Linked DNA regions of Mus musculus: all the other regions are linked to region 3. Evidence: chromatin contacts called from public promoter capture Hi-C data. All regions are on one chromosome and are shown on one strand. Each heading gives the region's core, a stretch centred on a gene start, on an enhancer-like site or on the middle of the called end of the contact. The rest is flanking DNA. Distances are from core to core; before and after follow the strand shown. Region 1 holds the start of Bace1 (beta-site APP cleaving enzyme 1). Region 2 holds the start of Apoa4 (apolipoprotein A-IV). Region 3 holds the start of Zbtb16 (zinc finger and BTB domain containing 16).

What was found. Promoter capture Hi-C pulls out the DNA fragments that hold promoters and counts their contacts.
Region 1: a contact with region 3 is called in a promoter capture Hi-C map of liver, with 4 times the contacts expected there. The contact joins the promoter of Bace1 here to the promoter of Zbtb16 in region 3. A contact is called at or near these places in 2 of 39 promoter capture datasets (both in liver).
Region 2: a promoter capture Hi-C map of liver shows a contact between it and region 3, with 7 times the contacts expected there. The contact joins the promoter of Apoa4 here to the promoter of Zbtb16 in region 3. A contact is called at or near these places in 2 of 39 promoter capture datasets (the 3T3-L1 cell line and liver) and 1 of 115 datasets of contacts at active chromatin or transcription factors (embryonic forebrain).

The regions. Positions count from the first base shown.
Region 1 is chr9:45,836,251-45,840,184 of GRCm38.p6, reverse strand. Bace1 (beta-site APP cleaving enzyme 1) reads right to left here and starts at 1,640. Exons shown (of 9, transcript NM_011792.6): 1 at 897-1,640. The coding sequence starts at 1,157. It also overlaps the pseudogene Gm7286.
Region 2 is chr9:46,239,564-46,243,622 of GRCm38.p6, reverse strand. It overlaps Apoa4 (apolipoprotein A-IV), which reads right to left and starts at 2,779. Exons shown (of 3, transcript NM_007468.2): 1 at 2,421-2,779; 2 at 2,029-2,155; 3 at 165-1,344. The coding sequence starts at 2,469. The coding sequence ends at 333.
Region 3 is chr9:48,833,841-48,837,700 of GRCm38.p6, reverse strand. It overlaps Zbtb16 (zinc finger and BTB domain containing 16), which reads left to right and starts at 1,476. Exons shown (of 7, transcript NM_001364543.1): 1 at 1,476-1,647.

The DNA.
Region 1 (3,934 bases), core at 391-2,890, 3.0 Mb after region 3:
CAGTACCCAGACTCGCCCACGGAGGTGGCAGATGCACTCAGAGAGGTCAGCCAGCAACCCCACATGGGCCATAGCTGACTCAAGCCCACACTCCCAGTCAGCACAGGTAGAGGACACAACCTCCACCAGCCACCCCAGGTACCTTGGAAACTGTTGGAAAAGACGGGAAAAGACAGGGAGAAGTCCCTTCCCATGGCTGTGTGCCCATCCGTCTCAGAACCCTTGCAAGGGGTTTCTGGCTCCCCTAGGCTTATCTTTCTCAGACTCAGTACAGCTCTCTTCTGGCCATGTTCTGAGGCATGGGTGGGGGAGGAGCTAGAGTGTAGAGAGTGGGGGTTGGGATAAAGGAGGAAGGGACTAGGGGAAGCCAGAGTCTATTGGGACTTGGAGGCTACATGGATGTTACTAAGACTCTCACTTTGTTGGCTTATGGCAGCCCAGACTTAGAGTAAGGGGCTGATTGATCCAACTGGTGCCAGGATTTTGGGTTCTCAAGAAGATGAAGGTGGGGATCTTAGATACCCCCCCCCCCCCCGCAACACTAGAGTAGGGGAGAGTGTGGAGATGGAATATGAGAGACTCCGGCCACTGACACCTGTTACAGTGTCCCCGTGCCTGGCCCTTCCCCAGGGTCAGCCACCACTGAAGTGCTTTCTTGGGCGTGGGGGGATGGGGCAGTGGGAGTGAGAGGTGAGTAGTCAGTCCTGGGGCTTGGATGCCAGTGAGAGGGGGCGGGAAATGGAAAGGCTACTCCCAACCGGATCCTGGAGGAATAGGAGCGGGCGGTCATTCTGCACCCACTAAACAAACCATTTTATCAGGGCAGGCTGCTTCATCTCTACCCTATCACCCCTCTACCATGCATGAAGGAGGGTTGCTAGATCTGACCACCTTACCGTCTGTGGGGGGCTGCCTACGGTCATCTCCACATAGTAGCCCTGGCCGGACTTTCCCCTCAGGTTGTCCACCATCTCCACAAAGCTGCCTCTCCGGCCAGGCTCCTCCGATTCCTCGTCGGTCTCCCGGGGCAGCCTCAGGCCCAGGGGTGGCCCTGCCAGGCCGCTGCGAAGGGGCAGCCGGATGCCGAGATGGGTTCCCTGGGCAGGCAGCATTCCCGAGCCCACCCATAGCAGGAGCCAGTGCAGCGCTGGGGCCATAGTGAGCCCGGGCCTTGTGGTCCGGTTGGTGACTGTCCCTCTTGCCTGCCCCTAAGTCTGGGTGGTGGTGGCTTCTCTCAGGAGAGCGGCCTCGGCGGCATCAGGACTGCAGAGTCTGCAGGCCCCTCGCTCAGTTCCCGGTCCAGGCGGCGGAGAGTGGGCAGGAGAAATCCGTAGCGCACGAGAGGAGACGACGATGGCGATCCAGGGGACCCAGCTACATCTGGACGCCGGCCGCCAGCGGGGGGATCGGGCCCCTTGTGGGGCTGGGAGGGGCGGGCATGGCTATCCGAGCCCGTAGCTTTCGGGGTCTTCCAGGCGGGCTTTGCAGCTTGGGGACCGACAGGGACTCCGGGCTCCTACGGCTGCGTCGGCTGCTCAGGCCACCATAATCCAGCTCCCAGCTCCCAGCACCTAGGCAGGCTGGGGAGGCGGAAAGGCTTGTGGCGGTGGCTGTCAAAGCCAAAGGGTTTTTGCTTTTCCCTGGGATCTCTGGGAAGTGTAGTCTTCCCATGGCAGACAGCCCAGCTTCCGGAGCTGAAAGGGGTCTGGGATGCCCTCTGCCGAGATGGAGTTCACTCTGCAAGACCCTAGCGGGAAAGCATTTCCTTAGCTCTAGCAGAGCAAGAAGGAACCAATATCATACACTTCTCATCTGCTAGTCCTTCTTTCATTATTTATTTATTTATTTATTTATTTATTTATTTATTTATTTAGGGTACAGGGTCCTGCAAACATACAGTGTAGTCTAGGCTAGCTTCAACTTTGATGCAATTCTCCTGCCTCACTTTCCTGAATCAGCATTGGTTAACACCCCCCCACACCCCCGTGCGCACCCTGTCATGCATGCCAGCCACTTTACCCCTGCACAGGAGTAGAAAAAGAAGCACAGATCCCAAAAAGAGATTAACCGGGGAGAACTGTGATTCTTGCCACAGTGTGATGTTAAGAATTTTGGGGTAAGCTGGAAACCTGCCTCAAAAAACCAATAAATAGAGCTGGGCGTGGTGGCGCACGCCTTTAATCCCAGCACTTAGGAGGTAGAGGCAGGCGGATTTCTGAGTTCCAGGCCAGCCTGGTCTACAGAGTGAGTTCCAGGACAGCCAGGGCTACACAGAGAAGCCCTGTCTCGAAAACCAAAAAAAAAAAAAAAAAAAAAAAAAAAAAGAAAAAAAAGAATAAAATAAAAATCAATAAATAAAATAAAATAAAACAAAATTTGGGGGTATACCCCGGATGTTGAGGCACCTGCCTTTAATCTCAGCAGGAGAATTTCTGTAAATTCAAGGGCAGTTTGTTCTACATAGGTAGTTCTAGGACAGCCAGGACTGCATAGAGAAACTCTGCCTCAAAAAAGAAACAAAAAATGGGCAATCTAGAAGAGGTGACCTTAAAATTGGAAGTGTTTTCAGGAGCAGAGGCTGGAGGAGCAAGGTGAAAGGGACGAGAGTATTCCAGTCAACAAACCAGTCACTGGGATCCGACAGGGAGACCTGCCGCCTCTTCTGTTCAGAGCATTTAACCTGCCCCAGCTATGAGGTGGCCACCTCTTCTATGCCTGAATCCCTTTGTCTTTCTTTTGTTTGTTTGTTTTGGAGACAGGGTTTCTCTGTATAGCCCTGGCTGTCCTGGAACTCACTCTGTAGACCAGGCTGGCCTCGAACTCAGAAATCCGCCTGCCTCTACCTCCCAAGTGCTGGGATTAAAGGCGTGTGCCACCACCCCCCGGCCCGTTTGTGTCTTTGATGGTTTCCTGTCACGAATCCTCATGACCCATCTGATTACTTCCCATCAGTCAGAGTGAGGATCAGTTGCTCTCAAATTGGTATATCACTGGGAGACATTCCAGCATACTCATTGAGATGAAGAGCTTTGGGGCCCTGATAGCTTAAAACTGTGTGACTGTGTCATCATATCATTTATCAGAGGTGGAAAGCCCTCGATAAAATACAGCAGTCATTCTGATTAGGAAAAAAAAAGGTAAACTAGAAGGAAACATCTTAAATAAAGAAGCTGAGGGGCTCTCTGCTCCTCCCTGTTCCAGAGACAGACGCTTCTTCTTGTGCAGTGCCTGGCTCGTCCCGTAAACAAAATGGTGAAGGTTGGTGTGAACGGATTTGGCCGTATTGGGCGCCTGGTCACCAGGGCTGCCATCTGCTCTCCACATGGCAAAGTGGAGATTGTTGCCATCAACGACCCCTTCATTGACCTCAACTACATGGTCTACGTGTTCCAGTCTGACTCCACCCACGGCAAATTCAATGGCACAGTCAAGGCTGAGAATGGGAAGCTTGTCATCAATGGGAAGCCCATCACGATCTTACAGGAGCGAGACCCCGCTAACATCAAATGGGGTAAGGCCTGTGCTGAGTATGTTGTGGAGTCTACTGGCGTCTTCACCACCATGGAGAAGGCCGGGGCCCACTTGAAGGGTGGAGCCAAAAGGGTCATCATCTCCATCCCTTCTGCCAATGCCCTCATGTTTGTGATGGATGTGAACCATGAGAAATATGACAACTCACTCAAGATTGTCAGCAATGCATCCTGCACCACCAACTGCTTAGCCCCCCTGGCCAAGTCATCCATGACAACTTTGGCATTGTGGAAGGGCTCATGACCACGGTTCATGCCATCATTGCCACCCAGAAGACTGTGAATGGCCCCTCTGGAAAGCTGTGGCGTGATGGCTGTGGGGCTGCCCAGAAAATCATCCCTGCATCCACTGATGCTGCCAAGGCTGTGGGCAAGGTCATCCCAGAGCTGAATGGGAAGCTCAC
Region 2 (4,059 bases), core at 1,530-4,029, 2.6 Mb after region 3:
GATAGACTGGCGTCTTTTCTGCATTCTCCTCTCTAGCACACCAACCCCTGACCCACCCGAAGGCTCATTACCGGCCCCACCCCTCACCCCCATGTCCCCAGCCAGATGCCTTGATTTCCTCCCTACGTCAGGCCAGCCCCCAAGGAATCACAGGGCAACCCGATGGGGCTAATTTCTCAGTTGCTTTATTGAGTAGCGAGATGTGGCTTCACCTCCCACAGGACATGTGTCCTCAAGCTGGTACAAGAAGTGCCTGGGGACAGAGTGACAGACAGGTGGTGGGGCAGGACAGGTGTCTGCTGCTGTGATGGGCTGAGGGCACCAGGGACAGCTCAGCTCTCCAGAGGTTTGGGCTGCACCTGCTCCTGAGCCTGCTCCTGAGCCTGCTCCTGGGCCTGCTCCGGGAGGGGGAGGGCTTGAGGCTGGTCTGGGCTCCCCTTTTTTTCCAGGGTGCTCATAAAGGAGTTGACCTTCTCCCTCAGGCTCTTCTCCAGGAAGCTCAAGTGGCTTTCCACCTCCCCCGAATTGGGACCCAGCTGCTGTCTGAACTGTTCCAGCTGCTGCACCAGAGCCTTGTTGAACATCTCTCCCATGGGCTCCACAGTGCGTCGGAACTCCTCCACCTGCTGCTCCAGCTGCCTGTTCAGGTCTTCCAGAGACTTCTGCAGCCCTTCCGTGTTGCCCTTCACCTTGCTCTGCACGTCTTCCACCAGCGGGGCCAGATTCTTCTGCAGCTGGTCGATTTTTGCGGAGACCTTGGTCTGGAGCTCCTCCGCGTTCTTCTTCATCTGGAAGGCCAGGCCCTCCATCTGATGGTTGAGTTTCTCCTGCACGCCCACCGTCAGAGGGGCCAGGCTGCGGCGCAGATCCTCCAGGTTCTGGTCGATCGTGGCCTTCAGCTCGTTGGCACGGGGGGTTAGGTGCCCCTTGAGCTCTTCCATATTCCTGTTAAACTTGTCCTTTAAGTTGGTGGCAAGGGGCATCATCGAGGTGTGCAGGTTGTCCACATTCTCCTTGATCGTGGTCTGCATGCGCTGGATGTATGGGGTCAGCTGGAGCTTCATTTCCTGGGTCTGTGTGTTGATCTGATCTTGCAGGTCCACGGCATAGGGCTTCAGGTGCTCCTGCAACTTCTGCATGTTCTCCCCGAACGTCTGGGTTACTTTGTTGGCATGGGGCATCATGCGGTCACGTAGGTCCTCCAGCTCCTTCTTGATCTCTTCCTTCACCCTCTCAGTTTCCTGGGCTAGATGCCCACTCAGCTGTACGACAAAGGGCACCAGCTTGTTGTGCACCCCATCAGCATACGTACTAGCATCCCCAAGTTTGTCCTGGAAGAGGGTACTTCAGGGAAAGGATGGAGACAAGGAAGCACCATTAGATACGCTTGTAGAACACTCAGCTCTATACACCTGCTTAGGTCAGGAGTGTGTCCATGGGAACAGAGACCTCCGTCTTGTCCCTTTGACCCTCCCCTGGGGTAGGTCATGCTTTCAGGAAATCTCCTAGGATTAGTTTGACTTTGGAGTTTTATCTGCAAGGCTTCTGCTGAGCCTCTGCATCCTTATCTGCCCACCATGTGACTTGAGAAGTTTGCTTTCCTTACCTGTGGATAAAGAATGGGGCTGGACTTTGGCATCACTCCCCTCCCAGGGTCACATTGTGCAACACATGTCTTCCAGTGGCACAGGGTCTGATGTCCTTGCATGTGCTCAGTGGGTCCCCCAAAATACCAGCCCTCCTTCCCCTGTTTGCCCAGAACCTCATGTCCTTACAGGACACGTCTCTTTCCTCTTCCTGCTAAGAGTTTGTGATGGGATTTGGCTATTTACCAAACTCTAGCACATGCAGATAGGAAGGAACTATAGGGATGGATCCCTGGGTCCAGCTTTCCTGTTTACAGGGACAATCTAGGTCCAGGGAGGCAAGACTCCTTTAGTGAGAACAGAAGAACTCCAGGAGCCAGTGTCCCACCTCTGAGGTCAGCTATGGGCTTCAAGCCTCGCCTTGTAGACTGATCGCACTTACCTGAGCTGCTGAGTGACATCCGTCTTCTGAAACTGTTCTACAGCCTCCTTGGCATTGTTGCTTAGCTGGGTAAAGTAATCCCACACCACATTGGCCACCTGGTCCGAAGTGACCTCAGCCCGGGTGCCTGGGCAGAGAGAGAGCAGAAGGCAACTTTATGAGGATCATCTCTCTCCTGGCCCCTCTGCCTCAGCTCTGAGCTGGATAATGTTGGAGTTTGGATAACCCAAACCATTGCCCCATCCCTGGGATAACCCAGGGAGCACAAGTGCCAGGGAGAACAAAGGCCTGTTCTCCTATGAGCTGCTGGGCAAATACAAGGCCACCCCGAGCTGTCCGCCAGTTCTAGAGCTGGCTTTTCTTGCTGCCTCCCAGGTGCAGTGTCTACTCACCGGTGATGGCCACCAGGGCCAGGGTCAGCACCGCAGCCTTCAGGAACATCCTGGGCTCCTCACTGGGCTGGGACAGTTTCGGCTACACTGGATGTTTCCCGGAGTCAGAAGAAACGGTGTACCTGTGTCCCTGTGCAGATTGACTGCAGGCAAGGCCAGCCACTCATTTAAAGCCCCTCCAGCCCTCTCTCCCCGCCTCCTCCCCAGTGTGACTCCACGTTGGAAGGTGACACACTCCCAGGAGGCCTCTTGGACTTTAGTGGCCCTAAGACAACGTGGAAGCTGACAGCACACAGGCAGCAGAGGGAAGCAGTCTTCTTGAGTTGGCTCCACCCTGTCCAAGAGGCTGGGAAGGATAGCCAGAAACTTCAGGAGGAATGAGCCTGGGAGTCTAGGGGAGTCCCTGAACAGAACTGAGGCCCCAGAGGCCCGGTTGGCAGCCCTGGGTCTGTGCCAGTCTGAGAGAACAAGGTCCAGGTCTCCTCTTTCCACCCCAGTGAGACAGCCACCAGTCTGACAGCTGCCACCAACCTGAACTTTGTCTCAGAACATCAGCTACAGAGATGGTACCAGGCCCAGAGATGGCATAGGGCTGCAGCAGACAGTGAGCCTCAGTTGAGGTGTCTGTGATACCCTTGGTCAGGAGAGGATCAGAACCCAGGATCAAAGGAGTTAATCATAGTGGGCTTTGTATCTCATGACTGTCAAGCTGGCTCACCTCCGTCCAGTTATCATGAAGCTTCAAGTTTCTCTTTTGAACAATGTGTAGTTTGTTACATTAAATTAGGTGGTACTTGTGAGATGGCTGCAGGGAGCTTAGCCCAGAGTAAGGGCTGAAATTAATGACAATGATTTTCTGTGTGCATCAGCACAGGAAGGAAGGAGAGAACCTGATCCTCTCCTGACAGTGGCAGAGGGAGAGCCACCCTTTCCCTCAGAGGGTCACCAAGTGGGCTAGAGGCAACAGTGAGAGAGCAGGGCTGGCTAAGGCTTGATTGCTGCCCCACTGTTCTCAGCCATATGCAAGAGCCATGCAGAGTGACTCCTCTCTCTCTCTCCCTCTCTCTCTCCCTCTCTCCCTCTCTCTCTCTTCCCACCCCCCCCCCCCCCACAGAAGGTGACAGACACTGCTGTGGAAAGTGAGTTTTTTGAGGTCTCCTACTGAGACTCCACATGTGTCCACACATACAATTGCAGCAGATATCCACAGGCAAGATGCCAGGCTGTGGTCAGTGTGGAGCCTCAGTGGACCACACCAGGGACTAGATGAGGGCATCCATCATACTGTCCCATTGACTGCCATCCACAAGACAGCATTTGTGAAATGACAGCCATTAGAATAGACCACGATTGTGCCCAGTCTGATTTGCTGTGTTGCCATCCATTTTTTAAAATGTGTCCAGATTAGCTTGTCTCATGGGACTGAAGACAGCTGGATACCTGTGCTCCTCTGCTGGGCCCCACTGCACTGCATGGCTCCCCACAGGGCTCGAGCTTCCCCGAGCTCATTCCTTCCTAGCACAGCCATGCTTAGTGAGTTTAAGAAAATTAATTTATGCCAGGTGTGATGGCACATGCCTTTAATCCCAGCACACACGAGGTGGAGATTGGTGGATCTTTGTGAGTTCAAGGACAGCAT
Region 3 (3,860 bases), core at 227-2,726:
AGACCTGGGAGTGTCAATTGTTAGGATGCCTTGTTATTATAAATGACCACCACGTTAGCAGACCCCCGTGCAGATCTTGTGTAAGCTCTGCCACCTGGTCTTCGTGGGTTTTTTTGTCTCCATTCACCGCCCACTTTCCTTCTCCTTTAGCTCCTGGGGAATCAAGATACGATTCTGTGGGTCCTGTGGGAGATCCGCGGTAAGCCAAGAACACAGCACCCCTAAACTGAAGCCTGGAACTAATACCTTAGGACTGGAGGGTGGGGCTGTGTGGGTGACTTTTCTGAGACCCCTGGGTGGCGCTCTCCACCACACCCCCAATAACACTGCGCTGGGGCTTTGGCCGGAGGCCAGTGCTCAGAAAAGAACCCTCCAACCTCAATTCCCTGCCTAGCTTCGTGTGCAAAGGAGGAGACGGTGCTTTCCGCGGGTAGAAGGAATATTTTTTTTCCTTTGGTCTTTCTACCCTACGGTTTGTCATCTCAAGTACGCCCTTTAAAATGGTCCAGCCGCTGAGGGAAGAAAGTACTCTGGAGCGGCCCAGCGCTCTTCCAAGCTTCCAGTAGCTCCTGAAGGCAGAGCTGAGTTAGGCGCAGAATCTTCAGAACTTTCCATCCAGGTTCCTGGGGCCGGGGAAGATGGGGGGGGGCGTGCGGGCGGGGAGGATGCCCGAGATTAGGAGTGAGAAAGTATTACTACTCAGGCCTTCGCATCTCAGTGTGCAACAATCTAGATAGCAAAATCGAGGTGCTGCCTCCTACCAGATTTCTACTGGCCCCTTTAGATTTATCTGGCCAAATCCGGCGAACTCCTGTGGTCAGGCATCAGAGGCCTGGTTTGGGACTTGGGAAACGACCCATTTAAAGCTAGGGTAAGGGAGGATGCGATCCGAATCCTGAGAAAAAGTGAAAAGCTAGAAGCCACACACTGAACTGGTGCAAATAATAAAAAACGGGACAAAACTGCGCTCTTGAGTACTGGAGTTGGGGGAGTTAGGGGCGCGGGATACACCGCATGCCCAGTGGAAATGAAAAAACCTGGGGCTAAAGTGGGAACCGCTTCTCCCACTCATCCTTCTGACCCCTTGGGGACTGCCAGGTCCTCTGCGGCTCCTCTTCCTTTGCAACCTTTTGCCCTCTCCACCTAGCCAACGAGCAGCAGCCGCTGCCGCCGGGGCAGCAGCTAGATGTCAGGAGAAGCCCGGAGCGCCGAGCGCTGGGAAGGGAGGGGAGCGCCCGGGAAGGGAGGGCAGGGCTGGGAGAGCGCACGGGCTCTGCCAGGGCGGGGGTGGGGCGGGGTGGGCGGGCCAGGACCGGCCAGGGGGAGGGGAGGGGGCAGCTGTGGGCAGGGAGCCGGGCTCGGCCGCCAGCACTAAAGATGGAGAGGCGCCGGGGCCTCGCAGGGGAGGGGGCTCGGCGTTGACGTGGGACGCGGCGGAGGCGCCGCAGCCGGTGGTGATTTGCTAACCTAGCGGCAGAGAGGAGTTAAGGGTGACGAGAGCGGGTACTGCGAACTGCCGGGCGATGCCGCCGCTGCCGCCGTGAGATCCGGAGCAACAGTTCCCCAGCAACACCCCTTCCCCGATCCAGGCACACCCCTAACCCCCCAGGCACGCACACCCACCCCAAGCTCCAGGCTCCGTAAGCGGTAAGTGTATGTGTGTAGGAAACCCGGGAAGGACTCGCACCGCCCAGCGACCGCCTCCCGCCAGGGCGCCCTGGGGCGGGAGAGGTTTAGGCGGGTGGTGCTAGCTTTGGCCACTCGGCCGCTGGGCTCGTGCGGGGTTCTCTGGTTGCTGCTGCAGCAGCGATCGCCAGTGCCCGTTGGGGGTCAGCTAGAAAGCGGCGCTGAGGCTGTCAGCTTGGGCACAGCTGCCTCACCAACCTTTCTTCTCCGGGCACGGTCCGGTCCGGGTGAGAGGTGGCAGGCCGGGAGGTCTGCCAGGGCTGCGGGCGCGTGTAGTCGGGGACTGGGTGTCTTTGTACAGGCAAGGGCTGGCGGAGGAGCAGAGAGCCTGTGGGTGCTCATATGTATGCGGACCGGTGCGCTTGGCGTGAGATAGGATTGTGTCTTATTTATTTGTGTTTATTCGCTGGCGAGCTGGGGAGCTAGACCCGGAGGAAGCAAGGAGTGAACCTGGGGGTCGGGTGGGAGGGGACTGGTATCCGATCGGGTTTTGTTTTCTTTAGAGAAAACGTGGTGGGATTTTTTTCTTCTTTTTTTGATTGGACTTGATGCCCTCTTTTAAGGAGAGAGGGACGCTTCGGAGAGACTCTGGCGCTCCGAGTCCTCCTCGGCTCTCGGTGGGAACGGCCGGTGGAGCGGGAGCTCGCTGTGCGCTCCCGGCCGCGCACGGTGGGTTCCCGGCTCTGCACCTGATGCATTCGGGATGTCTTTCCCACCCTGGCGCGCTGCAAGCTTGCCCAGCCCCTCGCACGCTCCCGCACGCGCTCGAAATGCGCACGATCCTGCCAGCCTGCGGACCCCACCGGAATGCACAGGAGCGCACCGCTGCAACCAGCTCGCCTCCTCCCCGCCACGCTCCCAGCGTGTTTGACTCGGGCACGCCGGCAGCTGGTGCGGGAGGCCGGGGACCCTGCTGGTGACTTCCCGGGGATCGTGATCTTGGGTGGAAGGTGGAGGACCCAGAGATCTCTTCTCATTTGGCCTCCCACCACTCGCCTCCAGGCTTTTGTGCATCCTTTTCTCCCCTGGGGGGGTTGCGCTGCCGGGCCGGCCTAGCAGCGGCGTCCAGCCCGCTCGGACCTTCTCCTTTCCCCAGGCTCTTTCGCTTTCCCCCTTTCTTAGTTCTGTTCCCTTTCTTCCAGGCACCTGACTCCTGGGGAAAAGTTGCTTTCCCAAGTTTGCCAAAGTCCTATGCAAGTCTCGGCGGGGGTCTCTGGGAACAAGGGGTGTGTTGCACCATCGATCCTCGGAGCTCTGGCGGGTTAGCGCTGGCTTTGCCCAGAATCGGCTGATCGCTGCACCTAGGGACGGTCGGATCGCGGGTGCGGAGCCGCCGGTTAGGGATAGGGCACCTTGATTTCCCTCAAGGCCCAAAAGGTTCCTTTGAGCAGCGAACCTTCTTTATTTTGGCTTCTCCCCCTTAGTTCTCCAAATCTCTGATCTCTCTCCCGAAAGCACACCGTGCTCATGAAGCTTTTGAGGAATGGATATCTCACCGTTCTTGATGATGCCCTCCGTTTCCACTTTAGGGTGGGCAATAAGAGTGGCCAGCCACTATTGTTAACTCTTTCCGCATGAGTTTTGCACCTAAGAGTCTTTAAGACTCCTGTCGAGGGTGAAGGCAAGCTCTGCGAAGAGTGGCTGAGAGCCTAGCTCTCTCCACCCTCTTCCCCAGGCTGTGGGAAATGTTGGCTACAGAGAGACAGAGGTTGGGACCTTATCCCGTTAGGTCTTTCTGCCTATGTCCCAATGGCTGTTCAAAGTTGGGAGCCTCTCAGTCATCCAGAACACTTTCTGGGAGAGGCCTTTGTGTTCCAGCCCTGTCTTCCCTTCTTTTGGGCTTAATTCACCCCAGAGATGCTGGTGCCAATGTCACTTAGAGAACCATATTCAATGTCAGTTTTTCTCTTTGTCGCTGGGCTTGCCAACACCTGGGAGGCATCCAGTCTGGTGTGCACTCTCAAGGCTGTTGGGAACATACTCTCCTATGGTGTTACCCACTTTCTCATTTTAGAGCATTCTGTCCATTGGGGGGCTTGTGGGCTGTGGGTAAAAGAGGAGGCTGTAGCATCTTGTATAATTGCATGTAGGTGTACATTCACGCGTGTGCACACCTGTGCACACGTGCGCGCGCACACACGCGCGCGCACACACACACACACACACACCTTGGA